4 separate regions of the Mus musculus genome follow, and all the other regions are linked to region 4. The links are chromatin contacts, called in public ChIA-PET, Hi-C and promoter capture Hi-C maps. All regions are on one chromosome and are shown on one strand. The core of a region is the stretch at or near the end of the contact, and the rest is flanking DNA. Distances in the headings are between cores, read along the strand shown. Region 1 overlaps Rad54l2 (RAD54 like 2 (S. cerevisiae)). Region 2 overlaps Gm39420 (a long non-coding RNA gene). Region 3 holds the start of Rpl29 (ribosomal protein L29). Region 4 holds the start of Mapkapk3 (mitogen-activated protein kinase-activated protein kinase 3).

What was found. Promoter capture Hi-C pulls out the DNA fragments that hold promoters and counts their contacts. A called contact is a pair of places that touch in the nucleus more often than the background predicts. ChIA-PET counts read pairs in DNA pulled down with a chosen protein or histone mark.
Region 1: an RNA polymerase II ChIA-PET map of memory CD8 T cells shows a contact between it and region 4, with 15 read pairs. The contact joins the enhancer-like site here to the promoter of Mapkapk3 in region 4. A contact is called at or near these places in 4 of 39 promoter capture datasets (cranial neural crest, embryonic stem cells, hippocampal neurons and 1 more), 4 of 115 datasets of contacts at active chromatin or transcription factors (bone marrow-derived macrophages, effector CD8 T cells, embryonic forebrain and 1 more) and 1 of 9 other capture datasets (adipose tissue).
Region 2: a Hi-C map of cortical neurons shows a contact between it and region 4, with 5 times the contacts expected there. The contact joins the enhancer-like site here to the promoter of Mapkapk3 in region 4. A contact is called at or near these places in 3 of 39 promoter capture datasets (embryonic stem cells, hippocampal neurons and pre-B cells), 1 of 15 datasets of contacts at CTCF or cohesin (embryonic stem cells), 3 of 484 Hi-C or Micro-C datasets (the G1E-ER4 cell line, cortical neurons and embryonic stem cells), 3 of 115 datasets of contacts at active chromatin or transcription factors (acute myeloid leukemia, large pre-B cells and stem cell-derived neural progenitor cells) and 1 of 9 other capture datasets (embryonic stem cells).
Region 3: a contact with region 4 is called in a promoter capture Hi-C map of pre-B cells, with 4 times the contacts expected there. The contact joins the promoter of Rpl29 here to the promoter of Mapkapk3 in region 4. A contact is called at or near these places in 4 of 39 promoter capture datasets (erythroid cells, liver and pre-B cells), 3 of 115 datasets of contacts at active chromatin or transcription factors (effector CD8 T cells, extraembryonic endoderm stem cells and memory CD8 T cells) and 1 of 9 other capture datasets (macrophages).

What each region holds. Positions count from the first base shown.
Region 1 is chr9:106,750,929-106,753,628 of GRCm38.p6, forward strand. All of the region lies in intron 2 of Rad54l2 (RAD54 like 2 (S. cerevisiae)), which reads right to left. Among named protein-coding and RNA genes, the nearest start is that of Rad54l2, 37 kb to the right of the region's middle. Within about 2 kb of position 1,338, at least 27 of the 459 cell types and tissues checked have an H3K27ac peak or open chromatin away from gene starts, as enhancers often do. A contact at or near this core is called in effector CD8 T cells and memory CD8 T cells, where this site is marked.
Region 2 is chr9:106,594,785-106,597,484 of GRCm38.p6, forward strand. The region is part of intron 2 of Gm39420 (a long non-coding RNA gene); the gene reads right to left. Among named protein-coding and RNA genes, the nearest start is that of Gm39421, 16 kb to the left of the region's middle. Within about 2 kb of position 1,272, at least 13 of the 459 cell types and tissues checked have an H3K27ac peak or open chromatin away from gene starts, as enhancers often do. A contact at or near this core is called in cortical neurons, where this site is marked.
Region 3 is chr9:106,428,131-106,430,830 of GRCm38.p6, forward strand. It overlaps Rpl29 (ribosomal protein L29), which reads left to right and starts at 1,281. Exons shown (of 3, transcript NM_001324534.1): 1 at 1,281-1,884; 2 at 2,178-2,242. The coding sequence starts at 1,848.
Region 4 is chr9:107,288,450-107,291,149 of GRCm38.p6, forward strand. Mapkapk3 (mitogen-activated protein kinase-activated protein kinase 3) reads right to left here and starts at 1,428. Exons shown (of 11, transcript NM_178907.3): 1 at 1,076-1,428; 2 at 671-947. The coding sequence starts at 895.

The DNA of each region.
Region 1 (2,700 bases), core at 88-2,587, 540 kb before region 4:
TTGATACAAAATTGGAAGAAATGTATTATTTTACCTTGTAGTGACAGGGTTTCACAATGCAGCCCCAGCTAGCTTTCAATACAGATCCTCCTGCCTCTGCCTCTAGAGTGTACAGATTAAAGGTGTACATCTCTATGTCTGGTGCAAAATAACTTGTTTTTTAACACAAGCAAACAAAATACACCTTAACCTTATACATGAGACTTGGGTATCTGTGGACTCTGTTATCTGCACAGCTATTGGCTGATGGGAGAATGCATGCCTGGAAGAATGCCAAGCCTGAGTTGCTCTTCCAGAAGTCCTGAGTTTAATTCCCAGCAACCACATGGTGGCTCACAACCATCTGTAATGAGATCTGATGCCCTCTTCTGGTGTGTCTAAAGACAGCTACAGTGTACTCATCTAAATAAAATAAATAAATCTTAAAAAAAAAAAATCCAGCCAGGCGTGGTAGCGCACGCCTTTGATCCCAGCGCTCAGGGGGCAGAGGCAGGCGGATTTTTGAGTCTGAGGCCAGCCTGGTCTACAGAGTGAGTTCCAGGAGAGCCAGTGCTATACAGAGAAACCCTGTCTCGAAAAAACAAACAAAAAAACCCAAGCAAACAAACAAACAAAAAAAACCTACACTGTTCTCAAACAAATCACAGTGATATTCTTAACTTCTAAATAAATAACTGTGTGGCCTTAAAGGCATTTTATGTTTAGTACATACTTTGATATCTTTGGGAAATTGCTTTCAAGATCTCCTGTAGATAACAGAGTCCACAGAAACTCAAGTTTCATGTATAAAATAATGTCATAATAAAGCCAGGTACAGAGGAACAGATTTATCCAGTTTCTTATAAAGTTGAAGTAGGAGAGCAGGGTAGTGGTGGCGCACGCCTTTAATCCCAGCACTTGGGTGGCAGAGTTAGGCGGATTTCTGAGTTTGAGGCCAGCCTGGTCTACAGAGTGAGTTCCAGGACAGCCAGGGCTACACAGAGACCTGTCTCGAAAAACCAAAAAAATCAAAAAACAAAAAAAAGTTGAAGTAGGAGGATGTCAATTGAGGCCAGACTGAAATTCATAGAGACCCTGCCTCAAAAGAAAGAGGGGGAGGAGTGAAGAAGGGAGACAGAAGGAAGGGACCTGGCAATGTTCCAAGAAGCTAGGAATGGATATATATATCCACGCGTGTGTGTTTGTGTGTGTGTGTGTGTGTGTGTGTGTGTGTGTGTGTGCGCATACTCATCATCAGCATCTAAAACCCCTCTGAACTTTACAGGGTTCTAAGGGTGTCTACAGATACTGATCTGAGAACCCAGATGAGAAACAGAAAGTGAAACAGATACCCAGGGAGTCAAAGGTTAAACGGAGAAGATGTGAGCCGTGTAATGAAGAGAAAATCTGACTTCTGAACCACATGGCAGGTGTGAGGTTAGAGAGAATGAGAACGGAAGAATGCAACAGAAGAAAGAAGATGGCTGCTCAGGACCAGAATCTGAAGGGTGAAACACATTTCCCTAGACTCCTTCAAAAAAGTGATGGTCTAGTGCACTGTTCGGTTCCACAAAGTAATAGAATGTTATCACCAAAAGCTTTTTCCTCAATGAGTGCTATAGGCCATAAAAGGCCAAAATTAACTGAGAAGGCCTAAGACTAACTAGATAACCTAACCATGGTCTAAAAAGATCAAAAGAGAAGGTTTGTGAAAAGCTGGAAAGATGCCGGTGGGCGTGGTGCTTGCTGCTCAAGTATGATGAGCTGAGTTTGGATCCCCAAACCCAGGAAAAAATGCAGGCATGGAAGTTCTCATGAGTAATCTCAGCACTGGGAAGGTAGAGACAGGAGGACCTCTAGGGCTCGTGGGCCAGCTAGGCTATCTCAATCAATGATAGATCTGTCTCAAAAAGAAGGTGAAGAGAACTGAAGAAGACAACCAATGTCAGCTTCTAGCCATCATGTGCACACCTGAACACACACAAACACATGTACACACAAATATCAAAAGAGCCTCACTGGTCTAGTGGCACAGTCCTAGAATCTCATGTGCTTAGGAGGCTAAGGGAGGAGAATTTCAAGGTCTGCCTGGGCTACAGACCAAGTTCAGTGCCAGCCTGGCAACATAGTAAGACCCTGTCTGGAAACAAAAATATAGTTCAGTGATCAAAGGCTTTGCTACCAGGCAGTGGCCTTGAGTTCGATTCCCAGTGCCACAAAAGAAAAGGAAATGAAGTTTCTATGCTATTTCAAAAATCAGATGTTAGCCTAGTGCACCTAAGGACTGCCAGTTTGAGGCCAGCCTGAGCTACAAAGTGAGGCCCTGTCCAAAAAAAAAAAAAAAGTCAAGGGACAAAGGAAACAAGAGGAATCTGGAGGGAGCCTATCAGCTATGGAGATGCAGCTACTTTCCAGTTGGAGCAATTTACAAGTGACTAGCACTACAGAGATTAACATTCTGGGACTGTCAATCTGTCTGAGAATCTCTATCCACATAATTCCCTCATTACAAACATGCAAGCAGAATTTTAATTGTGATTTCAGGAAACTCACGGGACACTACTATACCTGAGAGCTCATACTTCCAAGGCTGCAGACTTGGCACAGGGACTCTACCACATATTTCTCCATCTCTGGATTTGAGCCTACCTTTTTGTCAAAGATGAACTAAATGCTCATCTTCCTACCACTAAAACAAGGTTTCCTTGAAAGAACAACCAT
Region 2 (2,700 bases), core at 22-2,521, 690 kb before region 4:
GAGAACTGGACTTCAGTCTCCAGCTCCTACATCAGTTGGCTCACAACTACCTGTAACTCCAAATTCAGGGGCTCTGATACCCTCTTCTGGTCACCTCAGGTATTCACATACACATACATATACATACATAGAGACACACATATATGCACATGAAGAAATCTAAATACAAAACAAAACTCAAAGGTTTTGAGCTAAATCTTTGCGGATGGTGTTGAGCATCAGTCTGAACCTTGAACCTGAAAACATGCTGGCTTGGACACCACCACACACAAAAGAGGCTTGGGGTTTGAGAAAGCTCCCCTCCCGTCCCGCACACACACTCACATCCCAGTTGGTTCACCCCTTCTCCAGGGTCCAACTCCTTAAAAACTCTGGGGAAAGACAGACCCTGGACTTTTAGTGTTCTGAAGGACCCCTGACTTAGATAACAAAGCAGAGACCCCGTGAGGCAGCTGGGAAGTGAGTGGGCCACAGACATTAAACAGTGAGAGGCCCAGCAAAGCCTGCTCTGCAGCAGCCACTGAGGCTGGCCCAGCAGAGGGTGGCAGTCTGAGGAGGGATCAGCATAGTTTCTGAGAACAGTAGGATCTGAAGGCCATGGCCTCCAGTCACACCCTGCTTGTGTATCCACCCCAGCTGCCCCTCTGCACTCCCAAGCCATGCCTGCTTCTCCCTGGGAGTGTCCAGCAGAGGGAGGGAAGCCTTGATGCTCAGCCTCAGGGGACAGAGGCAGCAGGCACAGCTGGCTGCCTCTCCACTCAGCTCTGGCCTTCCCCAGGGGCTGGCTCTGGAAGACAGCCTCCCCCACAAGCCCACGGGGACACATGTGTGTCCCGCTGCTGCCCTGCTGAGGTGTGCTGTCCTGCTGGCTCCCTGCCAGGCCCTGTGCTGGCCCCCAGGGCCCTGCGGTTCATGCTGTGGAATCCCTGTTTTCCCAGTTGGCTCAGCTGCAGCCAGACTCTCTGGAGCTGGATGCTGAATGGAGACGTTTAGGCAGGAGCTGCAGAAGGGCAAAGCCCAAGGTCTGCATTCTCCTGGGGGCAAAGAGCCTGCAACACGCTCCTTCCTTCCTAGGTCTCTTTTAGCATCCCACCCCACCTGACTCCTAGGATCTGTTTCAGACACGAGCCTTGCCTGGTTTACCACTGGGAGCAACGGCCTAGGGTGGCCTCAGCTTGGGCAATTTTGACGATGAGCTGGGTTTTCTCGCAGCCTGGCCTCTGTGCCAGCAGTGTCTCTGTTTCAAGTGCATCTGGCTTGCTGTCACTGCAGACTGAGCAGATGTGATGGGAAGAGAGGAGGGGCTGATAACATTGTCTGGGGTGCTAACCGCCTCTAAGACTGTGTTTGACAGCTCAAAAATAGGCCCGTGGTAGGCTAAAAATTTGGCCCTCAGAAATATATCCCTGTCAACCCCCTGGAATCTGTGAATGTGTTTAACTTATGGATCTTGTGAGGAAAAGGAGTTTATCCTGGATTGTCTGGGTGTGACCTAAATATAGTCACCCATTTTCTTCTCTGGAGGAGGCAGAGGGAGGACTGTGGAGATGGCTTAGCGGGAAGAAGGCCTACTGCTCAAGCATAAAGAAAGACCTGAGTCCAAATCCCTAGAATTCACATCAAAAGCCAGATGTGGTCATGGATACCTGCCACTCTGTGCTGTGGGGAGTGCAGACAGGAGGATCACTGGCTTGAAGGGTGCCAGTCTGACTCCGGGTTCAGTGAGAGATGCGTGACTTAGAGGGATAGGATAGAGTGTTGATGAAGCAGGACACTCAATATCCCAATATCCTCCTCTGGCCTCTCTGCATGTGTGGGCGTGTGCACCCATGTAGACATGTGCGTGCACATCATGCACACATACACACACACACACACACACACACACACACACACACACACACACACACACGAGGAGGCCGAAGAGTCTTGAGAGAGAGAAGAGAAGGTGATATAAAGATAGAAACAGAATTGGAGGGTGTGGTCTCCAGCCAAGAAATGCTGGTGACCCCCAAAGCTAGACATGACACAGCAAGCTTCTCCCCTAGAGCTTTTAGGGGTGTCAGTGTCTTCAGACCCCTTTAATTTCACACTCTAGTCTGCACAACCACAACAACATATTTCTTTGCTTTTAGCCACCAAGTACGACGTGGCGATTTGTCACACCAGTTGCATGAATCTACACATCTCTTAACCTGTATATTTGTGGGGCTGTCCAGATAGAAGTGTGCTTGTCAGAGATGATAGACAACCCGAATTGGAGAAGCCCTGATGCTGACAACTGGCATGATGTTCTGGCATGAGCGAGGATGTCTAGGCATTAGCGACACACAGCCATATAGGAATATCTATATACTGGGCAAATGCCCCACCCCCCTGAGACAATCGGCCATCTATGAGGTGTATGAACGTCCAGCATGGTGACTTATTACCATTTGTCTCCCTCTACGGGTGGGATGTTCAGTAATAGAAGGTCCAGCTAGCGGGACACTGCTCAGCCGTGATCAGCCCAGCTTCTGCCATAAAGGGAAGACAAGCCAATATACACAGAAGAGGCAAATCGGATGGGGAGGCTCAACTTTCTTCACTCTTCTTCTTGGCTACTAACTCCCTGCAGAATGGGTGGATATGGATACAACCCCTATACCATGGTAAACTCCTTTAACTTGCTTGTGGATGGCTGAGACACCCAACATGAGA
Region 3 (2,700 bases), core at 31-2,530, 860 kb before region 4:
TACACGCCTTTAATCCCAGCACTTGGGAGGCAGAGGCAGGGGGATTTCTGAGTTTGCGGCCAGCCTGGTCTACAGAGTGAGTCCCAGGACAATCAGGGCTACACAGAGAAAAACCCTATCTTGAAACAACAACAAAAAAAGCTTTTCGGAGACAAGGTCTACCTGAATTACTCAGGCATCTCAGACTTACAATTCTTCAGCCAGTAGCTGTGATTACAGGCCTGTTTTCACCTCTCTAGCATCATCTCACATCTAATATATGTGAAAAGAAACCACGAGGGCTGGTGAGATGGCTCAGCAGGTAAGAGCACCCAACTGGGGCTGGTGAGATGGCTCAGCAGGTAAGAGCACCCGACTGCTCTTCCGAAGGTCCAGAGTTCAAATCCCAGCAACCACATGGTGGCTCACAACCATCTGTAACAAGATCTGACGCCCTCTTCTGGAGTGTCTGAAGACAGCTACAGTGTACTTACATATAATAAACAAATAAATAAATAAATAAATAAATAAATAAATAAATAAATAAATAAATCTTAAAAAAAAAAGAGCACCCAACTGCTCTTCCGAAGGTCCTGAGTTCAAATCCTAGCAACCACATGATGGCTCACAATCATCCGTAAGGAGATCTGACTCCCTCTTCTGGAGTGTCTGAAGACAACAACACTGTACTTACATATAATAAATAAATAAATCTTAAAAAAAAAAAAAAAAAGAAACCACGAAACTGCCACTCTGGGGAACCAGCCCAGGCTGTTGGAGTAGACTTGGACTATCGTTGCCGCTTTTCTCTCTCTAATTTTCGGCACCCTAAATCCAGTCTATTCTTTTCCCTAGTACATTCTTCACTGTCTTCAGGCAGCCAGCGCCCTTGTGTGGCAGTCTGCATGAGTCTCATAGCTCTTCTCCTCTCCTCTGCCCTCTCCAGTGCATTCCACACAGGAGCCCGGTGAGCTGTTTAAGAACACAGATTCTTCGCTCCATTAACATTCATCCCTCAAAGGCCCCCTCGGCTTTCAGAGTCTTTGGAAGTCTAGCCCAAGAGCAAAGTAGGCACTGGAGGAAGAGAAGGAAGCAAACACGGGCTGGCCGCCGTCGTGGTCCATGCTAACACCACGCTCTTAACCCCAGTAGCAAAAGCCTGCTGTTGGAGGATGAACAGTTATAACCCAGTCTAGGCTACACAGCAAGAAAGACCCGCTCAAAAAATAGCGGGGAGGGGTTAAGCAAAGAAAGAAATCTGTGACGCTAAGAGGGCGTGGCCAGGCTCTAACCCCTCCCCTTTCTAGGCTTCAACTCTTTCCGGCCTTGGAACCTTTTTTCTCCGCCAGCAGTGAGGGAAGCTTTTCCGTTGGACTTTCCGGCGGTGTCGGCCCTATTTCCCGTGCTGCACTGCGGGCCTTTCTCTTTCTCTTCCGGTCTCCGGCGCTGCGGGAGCCGCGGGTTACCGTGAGTGTTGGCCTTACGGCATCCGATGACATCCGTGACTACAGGGCGGCGGCGGGTCGCGAGGCAGGCGACACGGGTGGCAGGAAGGACAGGGCGGGCAGCTGCTTGGCTATGGGGCATCGAGATTGCCGGGCGGGGGTGGTTCCCGGTCGTCCTCAAGGAACGGATGGCGGGGAAAGCCGCCCCGGGGCCGGCAAGCTCAGTCTCAGGACCGACCTCCTTGCTCGCGTTTGAGAGGTGGGGTCGCGTTTTGTGAGTGTTGCCAGGCTGGCGGGTGTCGTAAATCGGAAGCGTCTGCTGCAGCCTCTGGTTTCTTCATGTTACCCCAGCTCAGGGCGGCAGAGGTGTGCCGGTCTGGGGAAGCCCAGAACTGATCTCGTGGCTTTCTTGCAGGTGCAGACATGGCCAAGTCCAAGAACCACACCACACACAACCAGTGTAAGTTCCTTGGGCTCCGGCTGGCGACTGTACCCCAGCGAGGATTGGGTTAGGGTTGCTAGATCAGAGCTGGAGGGAGGGCAGGTCACCCTTCAGGTGAGCCTTGAAGATGATTGTGTGTTTAGCTACTTTGGAGATTACAAATTTGGGAGCCAGGAATCCGCTTAAAAAGCCCATAGTGCTTTCCACCCATCCTTAGTGTATTCTCAAAAGACTGCCAACCATGATGTTAGGTGGTCTTATTGGAAGATACCTCATTTTTTTTTGACCTGTAAATATTTGTTACCCTACAGCCCGCAAATGGCACAGAAATGGCATCAAGAAACCCCGGTCGCAAAGATACGAATCTCTTAAGGGGGTGAGTGATGACAGTGGGTCATAAACTATCCCTTGGCTCCAGGTCTACAGGGTAGGGCCTCTTGTAAGTCATGTCTCCTCCACCACCAGCGTGTGTGTTTCGAGCTAGGATTTCTCTGTGTAGTCCTGGTTGTTCTAGAACTCACTATGTAGACCAGGCTGGCTTCGAACTCTGAGCTCTAGGGATTGTGTTGCCTAGCTTCTCCTTGTCTCCCATGTCAGACTCAACAGAAAAGCCTTCCTTGACCTTCCCAGCCCCTGGTGTAATCTCCTGAGAACAGAACTGCTTCTCTTGCTCCGTGGAGCCTTGAGGGAGGGAGGGAGTCGTTCTGTATATTGGGTACCTCATGGTCTGCGTCTAAACGCAACTCTAGTTCTGTACATTTGATTGCACCCAGATAATAGACTGGGGATAACTGAGGCTGTACTAGGTCTGTTTGCTGCCTGCAACCACGCTCT
Region 4 (2,700 bases), core at 178-2,677:
CGTGCCCGAACCAGATTCTAGTAGTGAGATCAACTACTCCAAGCCACTCCCCCACCCCACCCACATCACTGTGCCATACCTCTAGGGAACCTTGAATATGATGTGATAAGTGGTTCTCCATCGTCTGTCCAGGGTGGGTCAGCTTATGAGCAAAGCTTGCCCCTTTCCACAAGAGGCCACCAACTCAACTCAAGGGGCCCAGTAGTCAAAAAACACCCTAAGAGGCTCATGGTCCCACCTCAGCGGGCAGGGGCCATGAGGAGGACAACCCTGCACTGAGCCTAAGGAAAACTTAGCCGCATCCCCATAGAAGGAGCTACCTGCAGGGGATAACTAAGAATTTAAGAGCATCCTTTGGGCCTAAACACAAAGCCCAAGCCAGAACCAGAGCGCACAGCCACACCCTCCTGCCTTCCGGGTACAACAGCTCTACTCACATTGACTCCTCCCCTCGCTCTTTGGGACACACCCTCAGTTTAGGTAGGTCAGCCTGTTTCCGTGTATGTGAGGCTAAGAGGACCACGAGTCTGACGCTAGAGGAAGAGTTTGAAAATAAAACAAGATGCCATGTGTAGATGTTTAATAGAGACCCCGGACACAGATACATCCACAGGTTTCTGCTGTTGGACCCTCCATGTCACCCTAGCCCTCAGAGAGATGGGTCACTAACCTTCAGGGCACACTTCTGGCCAGAGCGCCGATGGTAGCACTCCAGTACCTTGCCGTTCACACCCAGACCCAGCACTTGCTTGGACAACTGGTAGTCATCAGTCACCGCGTACTTCTTGGGTTCCCGTCGCACACCTGGGGCCGGAGCACCACCCAAGGCGGACCCGCCGAGCGCACCTGGCGGGGGCACAAGACTCCCCTTCTCCCCTGCTGTCTCGCCATCCATGGCCCCCACGGGGCGCTCGGAGGTAGCCCCAGCCTGGCGCGTCCAGAGGCACCTGAAGGAAAGGGAAAGAGTCACTCCCCACCGGGACTTTTTGGACACACCCCAGCTTTGGTTTCTCCAGAACTAGATTGACTGGGCTCCTGGCCCAAGACAAGCTGGAAACTGCCTGAGAGTACTTACGTACAGCAGGGGGAGGTGATCCCTCAGCCCAGGCACGTGTCAAATTAGGAAGGAGTCCGGCGCTGTATAGCAACAAGGTCTTGAGAACCAGCCATACAGAGACCCAAGAAAGGCGGACCAGGCGAAGGCGCACTTGGTGGCAAAGCACTACACGAAAATCATGGTGCAGGCGAGAGTGGGCAAGAGATAGTGATCCCTGGAGTCCGCTGAGGACCGGAGCCCTGGACCCAGAGTCTCGCCGCCCGCGTCCCACGTGACCCCCCACCCCCGCTTCTCGTCGCGTCATTCAGACTTGGGGCCCCGCTAGGTCAACCTTAAAGGGCCAGGCTAGTCCGGGTTGGGCAGGCCAGGGCAGAGCCCCTGGCAGACTCCGCCTCTGAGTCGAGACAAAATGGGGCGTGGCCTCGTCAAGTTCACTGTAACTTTCGCAGCGCCCTGGGACACCGCTAGGAGCTCCTTCAACTGTTGTACCAGCCTCCTCGGATTTTATCTGTGATCTAGAAAAGTTACAGCGCAAGACATTTTGTTTCTCTTGCGGGCTCTTGAGTGAAGTGTTCTTTTTGCTAGCTGCCAGGGGGCGTTTTAGACTCCCAAAATTTCCAGGTAGCTAAGTGTTTCAGAATTCAACTTTTTGAATGTTTAGTCAGCGTGCCCTGGGAATTGGCATGTTGTTGTCTAACCCGCCACTCATTTCCTGGTTTAGGGCATCTGTCTAACAACTGGCTAGCTTTCCTTTCTATGCACTTCCTGACTAACCTTTTGACTTTGCAATTCACTTGTCATTCCAAATAAATGTATTGGGCCACATTCATACTTCCCTGGACCACTTACAGCCCGTAGCCGTAAGTTGAACACACTTGGGACGCTCTTGAATCAGAAATCTCGATTTCCCATTTGGTCAGCTGCATCAACTTTTCACCTCGTGATTTGAGCTTTAGGTTCTAAGAATCTCAACTAATAAAAGTTCAAGTTCTGGCCATGGTGATGAACACCTGTAATTGCAGCGCGAGGAAGGCTTAGGCGGGAGGATTGTGAGGCTAACCTAGGTTACATCGTGAGGCTATGTTTTTAAAAAATAAAATTAGCTGGGCATAGTGGCCTATGCCTTTAATCCCAGCGCTCTGAAAGCAGAAAAAGACGGACCTCAGTGAGTTCGAACCAGCCTGGTCTGCAAAGAGAGTTCCAGGACAGCCAGAGAAACTCTGTCTCGAAAAACCAATCAATCTTTTGTTTTGTTTTTGTTGTTTTTTGGTTTTTTGAGACAGGGTTTCTCTGTGTAGCCCTGGCTGTCCTGGAACTCACTCTGTAGGCCAGGCTGGCCTTGAATTTAGAAATCCGCCTGCCTCTGCCTCCCAAGTGCTGGGATTAAAGGCGTGCGCCACCACGCCCGGCTCAATCAATCAGCCTTAACATTAAAATCCATTTCTTCCATCCAATTCCTCTATTCGCTTTAAATTTTTCCCTTCTGCACTTAGACCTTCACCTTTTAGCCTATCATAGATATTTTGAGCCAACTTTCCCACAAGTCTACAGAGCAGGCGGCGCCACAGGCAAGCCCTCTGAGCAGGTCTCTGCTGCCATCTACAGACTATATTCAGAACTGCAGCCACCCGGACCTCTGTCCC